Regions from separate parts of the Mus musculus genome. Here region 1 is linked to region 2. The links are chromatin contacts, called in public Hi-C maps. All regions are on one chromosome and are shown on one strand. Each heading gives the region's core, a stretch centred on a gene start, on an enhancer-like site or on the middle of the called end of the contact. The rest is flanking DNA. Distances are from core to core; before and after follow the strand shown. Region 1 overlaps Gm34061 (a long non-coding RNA gene). Region 2 overlaps Pibf1 (progesterone immunomodulatory binding factor 1).

What was found. A called contact is a pair of places that touch in the nucleus more often than the background predicts.
Region 1: a contact with region 2 is called in a Hi-C map of epidermal suprabasal cells, with 5 times the contacts expected there. The contact joins two enhancer-like sites. A contact is called at or near these places in 1 of 15 datasets of contacts at CTCF or cohesin (stem cell-derived epiblast-like cells), 5 of 484 Hi-C or Micro-C datasets (differentiating embryonic stem cells, embryonic stem cells, epidermal suprabasal cells and 2 more) and 2 of 115 datasets of contacts at active chromatin or transcription factors (both in embryonic stem cells).

Annotation. Positions count from the first base shown.
Region 1 is chr14:99,630,039-99,637,029 of GRCm38.p6, forward strand. All of the region lies in intron 1 of Gm34061 (a long non-coding RNA gene), which reads left to right. It overlaps Gm33880 (a long non-coding RNA gene), which reads left to right and starts at 5,259. Exons shown (of 2, transcript XR_383693.2): 1 at 5,259-6,599. It also overlaps the pseudogene Gm9298. Within about 2 kb of position 1,258, at least 65 of the 459 cell types and tissues checked have an H3K27ac peak or open chromatin away from gene starts, as enhancers often do. A contact at or near this core is called in epidermal suprabasal cells, where this site is marked.
Region 2 is chr14:99,121,860-99,129,235 of GRCm38.p6, forward strand. All of the region lies in intron 5 of Pibf1 (progesterone immunomodulatory binding factor 1), which reads left to right. Among named protein-coding and RNA genes, the nearest start is that of Dis3, 26 kb to the left of the region's middle. Within about 2 kb of position 5,037, at least 8 of the 459 cell types and tissues checked have an H3K27ac peak or open chromatin away from gene starts, as enhancers often do. A contact at or near this core is called in epidermal suprabasal cells, where this site is marked.

The DNA of each region.
Region 1 (6,991 bases), core at 8-2,507, 500 kb after region 2:
TTGTGGCAGAAAGGCCTCCACGTTAGACGGAAGAGGACATCGATTCTTAGACATTGACTGAGCTGCTCTCATGGCAATCCTTGCCCAGGCTGCAAATGTGGACTCCTTAGGTGAAGTTAGAATTCCCAGGATACCATTCTCCTGCTTCTTCCTTTGGCACCTGCTTGGAGACCCGATTCCTCTGGTGACAATCTTGGATTTCTTGGGACTCTGCTTCATTCTGGCCTCACGAGATGTATTGGGAATATAACATTCTTGTTTAGAATATGAGTGTCTCTGAAGTCTCAAATAGACCTCAACTTTCTTGCCATCCATGCTCAAGTTATGATACCGACACCACTCCCGAAGAGTGTTCCGGGACACGTCCCTAATAGGAGGCAGGCTGGGCGGAGGACAGGTGCTTGGTATGGATCTGGTTGGATGTTTGATTCCCGCATGCCTCACCAGAGAACGAACGGGCTGGTGGTGTGTGGTCTGAGGTTGAAGAAGAAACATTTGATTGCATAGGGTAGTCTGTGATTGACTCCTCCTCCTCCTTAAATGGGACCAGCGTTAAAATCATACTTTCTTCATCCAAGTTTTCCTCAGATTGGTTCTCGTTGAAAGTCTCCAGGCCGAAGTATGACATTTTCAGGCAGGCTGGGGAGAAGACAAAGGCAGCTGCTGAATGGATGCCGACTTCTTTTATAAGTCTTTGTTTTGTTTTCTTCCTACCTTCTGTACACATTGTTTTTGTTTTCGTGTTGCTGATATGAATAGGTGGACTGTTGTTCTGACAGTTGTGTAAAACAGAGGAGTACATTGTGTCATTGAGAAATGAGACCACTAAAGAAAATGTCAAAGCTTCAGTCAGGTGGACAAAGATCTCTGCCTCGCAGGTTGTGGTGAGCACCAGCACGGTCATTGATCAATCTCCATGGTTTGATATTCGCCTCTAAAGAGTTTGCTATTCCTCACTGACAACAGCATCACTAAAACACCTTGTTGTCTGAACATCTAAGAAAGCTTCAATACTGGTTTGTCTAAAGGCAGCTTGGGGGTTAACCAAACCGCTTTCTCAGCCTTGCCTCTGCGTGCAAGGGATGTGGTGGTGGTGTTAAATTTACACCGAGGTGGTGGTGGTGTGTTCTTCGTTTCAAACTCCTTTATCTAGAATGTGATCTTGTAGAATTCGCTGGTCCTTGGGAAGAATCGAGTTCTTCTCTGATGGCATTTCAGAGGCGGGAGAAGCAAACAAGTTCTTCCAGTGTCGGGAAACTATGACTCATCTCAGCTCCCATGCTTTCTGACTCTGAATGAAGAACGGCAGTGTTCACATAGAAACCGTATAATTTGTCACGTTGAGAACAGGCTGATCTTGTTCTAATGCTCTTGCAGAACTCCAGCTACCTTTATATGAGGAGAAAACTTCAGAAATTAATAAAATGAGGTTCAGCCTCAAGGAACATGACTAATGCATCTGAAATCAGAGACTCAAAGACACCAGAAAGGGGAGGTGCTTGCAGTTTTACCAGGAAACAATTTTGAATTGCTTGAGTTTTGTTGTTGTTGTTGTTGTTTTTGTTTGTTTGTTTTTTTGGTTTTTTTTTAGAATCATGGCAACATTGTGTTCACATTTCAAACACCAGAACATTTCCTCATTTCATAGATATAAACGGAAATCAGCCATTGGATAGAAATAGAACGAAAATATAATCCCTAAAGGAGAATATATTAGTATCTTGATGTTATTTTATCATGGACAACGGGTCAAATACTTGTTGCAACTGTTGAATATTGACCCGTAGGTATGATTTAAATCCCATATTAATTTCCAAAGATAATTTGTGTGTATCCACATTTCCCAGTGCCTAATGCCACCCCCAGACATGTACCTGTCTGTGGGAGTGAGCGTGCACGTGCGAATGTGTGAGTGTATGAGTGTGTGTGTGTGTGTGTGTGTGTATTAGCGCGCACGTGTGCACACGTGCATCTATGCACCCTTGTGCTGTGATGATCTATGCAGTCCTGTGGACAAGTGAATACGCACAAAAATATGCATAGGTAATAGCCAGGCCCTCGGAGTTGTCAGATGTTTTGAACATTGGTGATGGGCAAGGTTCCATGTTTGGTGACTTCTGCCAAACTGCAGAGTGCAAAATGAATTTTATCACTCAGAATCAGTTCATTTAGAGATGGGTGCGACAAATAGCTGTTTTGCCCAATCCCTTTTGGTTTTGGAGAGTGAGCTAAGGGTTCTTTCATGAAGTAAATCTATCCTTTCAGAATCACCCGGCATGCTGTGGTTGCCTCTCATCTCCAAACTGTTGCCTAGCAAGTAGTTGCTCCTTGAATATTTATTTAGAAGTTCTCTGGCTGGTGGATGAGTAAGTGACAGATAAGTTTCGGAGAGATTGCGCAAGCCCCTGTCTTCAAGGGGAGCCCAGGTGTTTTCTGCTTTCTTCCTAATTTCTTGCCTTCTCTAAATGAGTTAATCAATTCCTTTTCTCTTTGATCCTTAAGCCCCATTCCTGGAAACGCCACCTATTGTTAGCCAATGGAAACCTTTTCTTCTCTCTTTTCACCTCTTCCCCTAAGCCTTGCTGAGTAACTGGGAAAGCAGCGAATTCTCCTGAAAGTCCACTTTGTCTGAACTTGTGGGAGGTTGTGAGTCACCCGACTCCTGAGACACAAAGTTTGCTCAAATATTTACTGCTCTGATCTCTGATTTACTTAATATTAACGCCAATTGTCTGGTTAGCCTTATACCTTTGGTATATATACTAATCTTACTGTTTGTCTCAGATCCCAAACTACCTCAGCATTCTAAATATGGTAAATTTGGGATCCTTTCCAATTAAGGTTATAGACAAAATTTAAAATACGTTTCTATTTTTTCAGAACACTAGCTTTTATTTCAGACAAAGCCTATTGACTTCCTTATTCTCAAAACTTTCTAACGATCTTTCAGGGCAAGAGATGTTTTAAACACAGATTTTTTTTTTCCCCTCTCTCCGCAGAAGAAAATTAAGTCCTCAGAAAAGTTCCAGAACTGTGTTTAACGTTGAGATTTATCGGATTCCTCAGAGAAAGTTCTCTGCTCCATATTAAAGTCTTCCCACCCCACAGTCACAAACAACATGTCTTTACATGTCTTTACATTACAGGAAGGACTGACATGGCCTCTCTGATATCACATTATGAATGAAGAAAGAATAGGCAAAGGATAAGGATTATGGGATAGCAAGATACACTCAAAAAATATTGGCAGTGGCTGTCTCTGTAGTTAAGGGTGATCAAGATTTCCTTTGAACCATTCTGTTTTCTAAATTCTTAAAATAAATAAATAAATAAATAAATAAATAAATAAATAAATAAATGATAGAGTTAGTAGTCTGTCCATGGGCTATTGTTCTCCTCTTCCCCCTTTGCCAGTGCTACTTTCCAAAATTAGGTGGTGGTGGAAGGTTCCAGAGTTGGAGGTGATTGGTGGAATAGATGTGACAATGCTTTAGATGCCAACAGCAGGCTGTGTTTGAAGTCCCACCCCCACCCCCACCCCGTACCCCTGACCCGGACCCGGAACAATTAGAGAGTGGCAGGTGGAGATCCCAGGTTCCCTTTCACTGAAACGTTGGATTAGCAGGGAACAAAGGTCCCAGTAGCCCTTAACTCACGCACAACAGGCTGCTTTATGGGGAAGAGGGATAGAGTAGAACTTAGTCCGAAATTGAGAACAAGTCCAGGTTTTTGTGGGTGCTCTCTCTTCCTTTCTGGGTCTGAACACTCTCTTCTGGTGGGTCCCATTTTATGCCTCATTTGTACACAAATGCTCAGCCAATCAGGGCCTATCAGGCTCCACAGAGGAATGTGCCACACAAGCGGTTTTGCCACTAGAAGCCAGCTTCTAAACCTGAGGTCTGCTCCAGGCTTTGGACAGAGATTTGTCTCCCAGATGTTATTGGAGAAAAGAAAAGTACGACTGAGACCTGCCAGAGACAGGACCACCACTAGAGACCCTCCACAGTGGGACTCTGGCAGTCTTTCACTGTCCAACTTGGGGATCCTCTACTCCTACTTCGAACCTTTGAGACCTGCCAGACCCAACAGCTACCCTAGACTGTGAGCTGCTCTCTGCACCCTTGCTCTGGAGGAGACCACTGCCGTAGCAGTGATTTGTCTCAGAATGGTGGTACTCATCAGCAAGTTCCTGGTTAGTACCCAGAGATCAAAACTGTGCTATTAGAATTGTCCTTCTTACATAGCGACTTATTTCCCATCCAAATGTACACTCTTATGTGACAAACAAAGGTCCCCTCTTACTTGTTCACAGTCTACTGTTTGTCCCTTCTGTTTTTGGAGGAGGGACAAGATAAGAATTCACCTGGAGAGCGGAAAACTGACTGTCCCATTGCTTTTGAAGCAGGCATAAATGAAAAGACAGCACATGTGTAGATATGAGCAGATAAGTGACCATAGCACATGTGAACCCCATCAGATACAGAAAGCTGGGAAGGATGCACCACTCCTATAATCTTAACACTTGGTCAGCCCCAAGCAGGAGAATGGAGAGTTTGAGGCCAGGCTAGAAAACATTGAGAACCTTGTCTCAAATAGAAGGATAAAACAAAATAAAAAATTAAAAAGCACCACAAGAGAAAGGTGTGTGCTTGTCATGGGGGGTTTGGCACAAAGGGGCCACTAATTTACAAATGGAATGACTAAGAACAAGATAAAGGTAGAGGACACATAGTGTCCAAATTCTGTATCATGGATTGTGATGACAAAATAGTACATACCAAATACCTCCAATTTCTTTATCTGGATTTTAGATTCTGATGTTTTTGTTTAATTTAATAATTAAAGTTATTTTCATCTTCATTTCATAGCTTTATATGAGCAGGGATTTATTATGTCTACTTTCATGTTTATATACTTAAGTAAGAGAATAAAAATAACCTAAGACAAATGACTACCATGCTTAAAGCAACAGGACTGTTAAGAACTGACTCCATGTGGTCACTAATTATACCATCAGGGCAGACAACTCAATTCCATCACCTGCTGGAACTATAGATTCTGGGGAGGCAGATGGATCACAAGAGAATGACAGAGAAAAGTATTCTCTAACAAATCGCTCAGACCACTTTATAGTGAGGAGCAAAGAGACGACCTCATCAAACTTCTATAACCAAGGCTTATTTTTAAATTTATTATTACTATTGTTACTGTTATTATTATTAATAATTATTATTATTATTGCTGTGTGTGTATTTGTATGTTCACAGTGTGTGTGCAGGACAGCATGTGTCATGATGGCATGTGGAGGGCAGAGGACAGAGTTGGTTCTCTTCTGTTCCTACTACTTCTACTTCTATTCCAGGTAGCCAAGCTTTTGTGGCAGGTGACTTTACCCATAAAACCACCTCACCAGCCCCAAGCAGGACCTTTGGATCTTCCCTTCAGGGAGGTGGGAACAGCATCCTTTCTTAACTTAGTTCAGAAGTGAATTCTGGGCAGTGAGTCTAGCTTAGTAACACTGACCTATTCTTTAATCTTGCTGCTGAATCTATTCTCATACTCTAATCTTTCCTTAGCATATGTTTTCTAAAATTCTTTCAGAATACTCTCTTTGGGCCTTTTTCATACTGTTGCTTCTTTGTTCACAGTTTCATAACTGTATACAAATGGGTGATGTATCTTAATTGCACTTACTTCCTGCTTTCTGTTATCTTCTCCCACCTCCACCAACCCTCCTCCCTCTTATAAGTCCTTTATCTGTAGTCATTGTCTTTTTGTTTTGTCCTGCAACACATTGAGTTCAACCTGGGACTTCCATATAAATGTGAGTGTGGAGTTCTCCACTGGCACCTGCAGGCTCATCAACACTACACAACAGAAGACAATCCTCTCCACCACCTAGTGGCCACTAATAACCAATTGGCTCCTCGGGGACACATAGGGTCCCCTGCGCCCCTCCCTAAATGCATGACTAATAGTTGACCAGCCAAGTTTAGTGTAGGCAACCATAGCTGCTGTGAGTTCATGATTGCAACAGCCATGTCACAGACAGCCTGTAGGCTTTCAAAGCACTTCTGCCTGTCATCTCGCTCTTACGTGTTTTATGCTCCCTCTTTTGTGGCGTTCCCCAAGCCTTAGAGATAGAGATGCTGATCTTCTGTTCAGATCTAAGCACTGAACACTCACTTATTCTTAACACCTTGAGCAGAAGACTTACAGTGAATGTCTATCTAGTTTATAAGACTTACTGTGAAAAGTTCCAGAAGGCTGTTAATAGGCACATTGATATCTGTGTTCTCGTTCCAGCAGAAGACAAAGGCAGGTAACTCTAGCAAAGCTAGACTGTGATCACTATAAATTGGCTTATTCATTCATTCCGTCAACAAAGATTTGTTAACTTTTCCTACGGTTTATAATTTATAACCTATTAGAATAAAGAGCTTTCAGCAACAATCCGTTTAAAGGACATGCAGATTAAAGGGGTTAGGACAAAGACACTGGAGTTTCAGAAGGATTCGTGAAAAGCTCCTAGAGAACAATGCTGGCTCTGGATTCTGTTGGCTTGGAAGGCATAGCGCCTTAAGTAGAGAACAGTCAATGTAAGTAGAGGGGGCAAGCTGCAGAAGGGGGGAGCAGGTAAGTAAGCGTCAATGCAGGGAATCTAAAGAAAAGAAATGCAGACAGAGTTTACAGGTGGTTCAACTCCTGGAAGACAAGGACAGTGTTTGCTTTACAAGGGCCCAGTCATCACCCTAGGTGATGACCAAGTCTCACAAACCACAACAGTACACTGATGTTTCTGGGGAACTTGGTGGTGGTGGTGGTAGTCATGGTGACAGTGGCAGAGATGATGAGAGAGGTAATCATGGGTAGGATGATCTGATAAGAGGCAACAGGAGAGAAAGAGGTGACTCAGGAGGCAGGGCCAGTTATTGGGAAGGGGAATTTCTTTGTTTTTAATTTTCTATTTCACGTGTGTGGCTATTTGTCT
Region 2 (7,376 bases), core at 3,787-6,286:
CTCCAGCCTGAATCCTACCACTATAACAAAGTCATGATACTTTATAGGATTAGTTAAAGTAATGTATCATCAGGTGGGAGAAGAATGGCTGTGTGAATATGTCTGTAGCGCTGAGATTTTTGTACTTGATGAGTCCCCACTTTCTTTTTGAATGCAGTATTTTCCTCATGTGCATCTCTAGCAAGAAAGGTAATGGACTCAATGAAGAAAGCTATAAAATCTGTGCTGGGAAGATTGCTCAACCTTTACAGCATTTGCCTTCTCTGTACACGAAAGAGACAGAGTCCTGATCCCCAGAACCTATGTAAATGCCAGGTGGGTGTGGCAGCCTCTGCAGCTTAATACAGCTTTCCCCAGAAGCTGTCGGAGTCCACTAGTGCTGGGTTTAATTCCCAGCCCAGCCTGCTGCCTCCTTACCTACGTGCATGCGCTCACTCACACGCATCCAGCCATGCACATGCACGTGTGGACACTCATGCGTGCTTATCACACAGACACAGGAAGCAAAAAAACACTACAGAATCACATTTTTAGCATGGAAATAACCATATTTTAGAAAGCTTTCAAGTTTCTAATAGTATTGTTCCATGATTAATATTATTAAGCAAGAGCAGTTAAATTATATGCCAGGGTTTTTTCTTTTTTGTTTGTTTATCATTTGGGAGATTCAGAGGAAAGAAACATAACACAGAATTAAGTGTGAGCAACTCGCTTTAGTTGATGCAAAAAATAAGTGCTCCAGGATCTCCCAGGAAAGTATGAAAGAGAAGATGTGGCTAGGGGGTGTGGAATGTGGGAGACCAAGCAGGAGCTCCATGTAACCTTACCACTTCCACAGGCAGCTAAGTGTGCTGTTGGCTTGAAAACAGATAAACGTCAGTGGAACGACATCTGTCCTTACATTTTGTATATGATAACACAAAACTAACTCCATGTAAGTTAAAAATGTTAGAAGAAAAAAACACACAATTACTCTAACAGTCGCTTGTTGCGATAAGTCTCCAACCCAAATATGCCCCGGCAATGAAAACACAACTCAATTAATATAAATATATGCTGTGCACCTATATTGGGCAGATCTACCACTATACTACCATCTTCTCCATATAAGAGATGGTTTCTCCAGGCTGGGTGCTTCTGCTCCACTTTTCTTTTTCCTCCTTCTCAATTACTTACTTTCTTTCACTCTCTCTCTCTCTCTCTCTCTCTCTCTCTCTCTCTCTCTCTCTCTCTCTCTCTCTCTCCCTCTCTCCCTTTCCCCCTCCCTCTCTCATTTTCTCCCAAAGCCTTCAGCCCCACCTTCCCCTCTTTCTCTGCCCAGTCACTGGCCCTAGCCTTTATTTCATAAATGAAGGTGGGAAGCAGGTTTACAGGAAATCACCTGAGTGCTAACTCATTCCTTATTCAAAGCCCCTCACAGGAGAACAGAATTAACATCAAATATAATTAGCCCCAGGGCTATCTGCTGTAGTCGCTGAGCTTTCAACTTACAGTTAACATATTTTTAGGGAATCTAAGAAAGAAGCTATTTCCATTTATAACTGGAGTTTAGGAATTCATATATATATATATAAAATTCAAAAAGATTAACAGTTCTTGTGACTCTTGATATTTGAAATTAAATCTGTTAAATACTTAAGAGTTTATGCTCATTACTCTTAAATATTATAGTCGTTCTTAGAATTTAGAAATCACTAGGTCCTAACTTTAATGCATTTACAAAGAAGACATTCACAGTTAAAATATTTTGATAGTTTTATTTGTTTTGTAATTTGGTGTGTTTTACACGAGCTGTTAGAAATAGTTCTCTCAAAGCGGTTCACAGATGTCACTAAATTGTGAGTGGAATCCACATTACAAAAAAAACCCTTGAAGAAGCTCTCAATGTATGCTGTTATTAAAGCTCTAAGTGAATGCGAGAATTAGGGAGATCTTGTTGACCTGAAACCTGATACACATATTTTGATAAAACAAAGAAGCTAGGCTAAGATAGATAGCTCATCTGTAGCTAGGGGAATGGGGCATGTGGTAGACCAAGCAAGAACTCAGTATAAACCTCAAAACTAGCTGTTCTAACTGGACCCTAGTTTAGTCCCCAGCGCGCGCGCGTGTGCGCGCGCACACACACACACACACACACGAGGCAGCTCACAAATGTTTGTAACTCCAACTCTGGGGGATCTGACACACTCACACAGAGAAAGATGCAAGCAAAACACCAGGGCTCCTAAAATAAAAATAAATAAATCATTAAAAATATAGTCAGAAAAAGAAATCAAAGATGGCTTATCTTGAACACACACCAGAATATTTGCAGCCCAGTGTATTTGCAGCCCACAGAGCACCTGAGCAGTCTAGCCCTGGAGCTCAGCTGTCAGTATGGCCTTCAACCATTTACATTCAAAATGACTCAGATGCAGGCCGTCTGCCTCACTGAGTACAGCCAGAGTATTGCATGTTACAACAGAGCATCTCTCATTGCAGGGAGGTTAGAGTAAACTGCAGGCCGATAAAGCAAAACTAAAGGTTGTTACTTCCGTTGGTAGGGTAACGTAATGCCTTTCTTTTTCCTACCTATACTTGTTAATACTTTTACTGCTAATCTCAATGGCACAGAAGGCCAGAAATCCATACTTTTGAGACATTGATATACTCACATTCTTTGTTGCTATGTGATATTTTAAACATGATATATTAGGTTCATCTCTCAAATATTAAGATGGAATTTGAGCTGAGTATGGTGGTTTGTGACTGTTATTCTAGCTGTCTGTCAGGAAGCCAAGGGCAGGAGGATTACAAATTCAAGGCCAGCCTTGGCTATATTTTTAGACATTGTCTTGTGGGGAAAAACTTAGATTTGGATCAGTATCTATTGAAAAACTAGTATTTCAGGTTTGTTTCTACTGTATGCCACCTAGCTATAAAATGTGTCACTTAAGGTCTCAGCACAGAGGTTTTGCCATAGGTTCTGCCAGATCTGTGGAGTAGAAAATCATCCAGTAATGAGTGGGCTGTTGATCAGTTCCTATACACTGCTTTTGGTGGTGCTCCGGACATTGTTAGTTTTGGTCTTAGTTCTTTGAGACAGGGCTTCTTTGTTGTGGTGGTGGTGGTTGTTTTTTAAAGCTCTGGCTATCCTAGATCTCATTCTGTAGACCAGGCTGGCCTCAAACTCACAGAGATTTGCCTGCCTCTTCCTCTTGAGTGCTGGGATTAAAGGCATGCACTACCAGCACCCCGTTTCCTGTATACTTTTTGCAGGGCTATGGTTAGTTGACAGAGGTCACAGATTTGAACTCTCATCATAATCCAGTGTCCAGATCTGAGGAGAGTATCCTTTTTTCATCTAGATTATATTTTATTTTAAAAATGTCTTCAACATTAAACTAGTAATGTCTTAAGGAGCTTAACAAGGACAAAGAGTAGACTCTGGCAGCAGAGCTGACCCTTGGCAGAAGGGCAGTCTGTAGCAGTCAAAGGTGAGTTAGGCTCCTGGCTCTTCTCATGAGTTAGCTCCTTGGATGAAAAGTATTGATCAAGTGGAACTTGTAGAGAATTCTGAGGAATGAGTTCTCACTCTTCTAAGACAGTTCAAATGTAAGCTGTCGTTCACAGAGTATCTTTCCAGTGTAAACTGCTTCTGATTGAACTCACTGACCTCCAGGCCCTTTGATGATGCCACCCTCCCAGTGTCCTCAGTGGCTGTTTGGCTATAGTCAGGAGTACTTCATGTGCTAGCCGTCTGCTTTGACACATAGGTTACCACTTTTTGTCTGTTTTATGTGAGAGACTGCAAATTGGCCCAGATGGCTTAGAACCTCATTCCATCCAGGCTAATTGCCACTTGGTTCCATGGCTGCTTTTTTTTTCTTTTCTTTATCTTTTTCTTTTCTTTTTTTTTTGGGGGGGGGGGGCGGGCAGCCTAGGGGGAAGGTTCAAAACAAGGTTTCTCTGTGTAGTCCTGGATGTCCTGGAACTCACTCTGTAGACCAGACTGGTCTTGAACTCGGAAGGAAATCCACCTGCCTCTGCCTCCCAAATGCTGGGATTAAAGGCGAATGCCACCACTGCCCAGCTCCATGGCAGCTTTTAAATGTGCCTGTCTCCTTTCCTCATTGAGTACTCTTTACTTCTCATAGGCGCGTTCAGACTGGATGTCTCGTTACCAATGATGTTCTTTTATTTAGGTTAGCTTTTGAAACTGAATCTGCCGTGCAGTCTAGCCTGCCACACCTCCCTAAGGATGCTGAATGCAGTTTTGCACCACCACAGTAAACTGTCAGATGATATTTTAAAAAATATGTATTCGAGAAATAATTGTAATGATTGTTTTAGGGGAGAGAGGTCAGAATCAACTTTGATTTATGTACATATGATATTTGAAGCCATGAAACCTATAATTAAAGTTGGGTTTGGGCAGCAAGTTAAATTAGCTTCTGTTTAGTGGTTGTATAGTTACTATAAAATAGATTCTTCAGGAAAACAAACTTGAAATTAAGAAACGGACAAACTGTGTGATTTCCAGATCCTAGACTTTAAACCTGGACTCCTATGCAAACCATTCAGCCCTCCAGGCTGCTGGTCCCTTGTTTTGTTTCACTGTTAACTTACTGTTTCTATGTTTCATGGTGATTTTTAATATAGATGTGTCATTACACTGTGTTCTCTTTGGTTCCCTGTCACCATGGTCACTAAGTTAGTACCAGCTCCTGCTTGCTTTCTTACCAGTTTTTCCACTACTCTGCTTCCCACCCTCTTAGACACGTGCGCGCACACACACACACACACACACACACACACACACCCCACATACATAAATACAGACACATACTTTCAACTCTAGATTCTATATATTAAGAAAAACATAATATTTACCTTTCAGTTATAATTTATAATCGATGCTATCTTCCTGCAGATGTCATGATTTCGTAGTTCTTTGCCATTCAAGAAATTCCACTGTGTAAATGTATTACCACATTTTCTCTATCTGTTCATCTGTTGATGGACATCTAAGCTGGCTCCATTTCCTGACTTGTGTAATAGTGCAACAATGGACATGAATCGACATGTATTCCTCTGGTGTTTCATCATGGCCTTATCTTGAAAGGAAGATTGTGATAGATTTTCTCCAGTGTATTTTTCATCTCTGAAATGCTGAGTATCTAAAATAGCTGCTGTTGTTTGGGCTTAAGAGAATTGGAGGGTGGGGCCCCATTCAAGCCTCTTTTTTAAAAGCTTGTGATACGTAGAGAAATTGGAATGGTAGAGCTCAATTTTTTGTGAATCAAAACCTCACTCATTTAACAACAGATCAAGCAATAGAAATTTCTTTCATGCTGCCTCTCCACCACACACACACACACACACACACACACACACACACACACACACACACACACACACACACTACATATAATATTATTGCTTAAGAGGTGATATGTTATTTAATCTTTAATTTTGTCTGGGAAACAATTAGTTGCTAGGCATATACTAATTTTGAAGTAACCCTGTCTATGTTTGACTTACCTATACTAAGCCCTAGGACTCTAGACTCTATCTTTCATAATTAGTTTACTCGTTAAATATTTCTGCTATAATGACTAAGGGTTACTGGGTATACAGAGAAGATAGAACAGGCCTTTAAGGAGCGCAGGGTTATGTGTGGGTATATGGAGAGGGTCATAGATAAGACCATTATAGCATAAAATTATAATTACAGATATAGTATTTTCTACATGGAGATAGCAAACAACTTGAATGTGTGTGTGTGTGTGTGTGTGTGTGTGTGTCTCATTGACCTTGGCAGTCAAAAGTGTGTTGTGTTCCAAGTACACAAAGCTATCAAGCAGTGGCAGTCTCCTTGATACCTCAGATTGCACTTGTTTCCCCTTTGTAATTGCTTTCTCATTTCAAAAGAGAAAACGGTACTTGGCTGTTGATTCACTCAGCTGTTACCTAGAAATTTCCACTTTGAAAGGGGTGCCAAATGCAAACTTTGTGTCTACTTCTTTTTCTATAAAAATATTTATAATTTTTTTGCATCTAATTCTATACATTGTCCTCTCTTGCTTCTTCCATAAATATTACTTACAAAACTTTTATATAAAAGCCACAGTACTAGGTGCTAGGATTATGAGAAACTTAATCTTTTGCTTATCTTGTGGGAGGCAAAGAATGGCTGCTCCTAGCACATGCAATCCACTTTTCAGTGATGAGAGAACGTAAGGTGGACATCTTCCCACAGAACACAGGGGAGAAAGCAGTGGGGAATACAGCAATAGTCTACTGCCTTTTGCCTTATCCACAGAATTGTGTAGCTATAAAATGTGGATCCATTTTGAGGCAGTACACTATTTTCTGTTTTCCAATGCTATGGTAGCGAGGTCTAACTCCATAAACCAGGCTTTGAAGTCCAACTGCCTCACCTCACAAGTATTCAGCTTACAGACATATACCAACATATCCAACTCTTACCTTTAGTTCCTAAGAGTACCCAAAGCAGATCTTCCTACCCCAACGAACAAAAGTTGTAACTCTAAAGAGAGATTTGTTTACACTTATTGGAAAAAAAGTCATACATTATATTGTTCATTGTTTTTCTCCTCCCCAATTCCTCCCAAATCCACCAGCTCCCTACTCACCTTACTTTTAAATTTTTCTTTCTTTCTTTAAAAAAAAAAAATCAAAAAACAAAACAAGAAATAGACATACCATAAATTGGAGCTTGAAATAAACAAGAAAAACAACAATCATTTTTTAAATCCCAAACATGTAAAATGAGATAAAAAGTCTACAAAAATACCACTGGCTTCATTTTTGTTGGCCATCTAGGTATGAAGCATTGTTAATACTTAGTGAGATTCTACTCCATTGGAATAAAGCCGTTGCTTCTTTTCCAGTGGGAATTAATTGCAGACAGTGTCTTGGTCAGGGATATAAACCCATATCATTTTCTCCTCTTATTGCTGTACCAGTTTGAGGTCTTTTCCAGGCTGCCACAGTCTCTGCATCCGTAAGATACTCTTTCCTTAGTCATCCGTCACCTCTGGCTCCTATAAATCGTTCTGTCTCCTCTTCAGCATAGATCTAAAAGGATACTTTTTACTTGAAAGAAATTTTTGATTTAAGAGAAATTCATGATATAAAGTATGTGTTTCTACACTGAACTTCTGGCTGTATTTCCCTATGAGGCATTTATACTGAAGGAAAAATCGTATATATGTGTGTGTACATGTACATGTGTGCAAACTCTTCTCCATGGCATTGTACATGTACATGTGTGCAAACTCTTCTCCATGGCAGGTGCCTGTACTTCCCATATTTCAAAGTCACATGTTGCAGAATATCTGATCATACTATGAACCCTGAGATTGTGT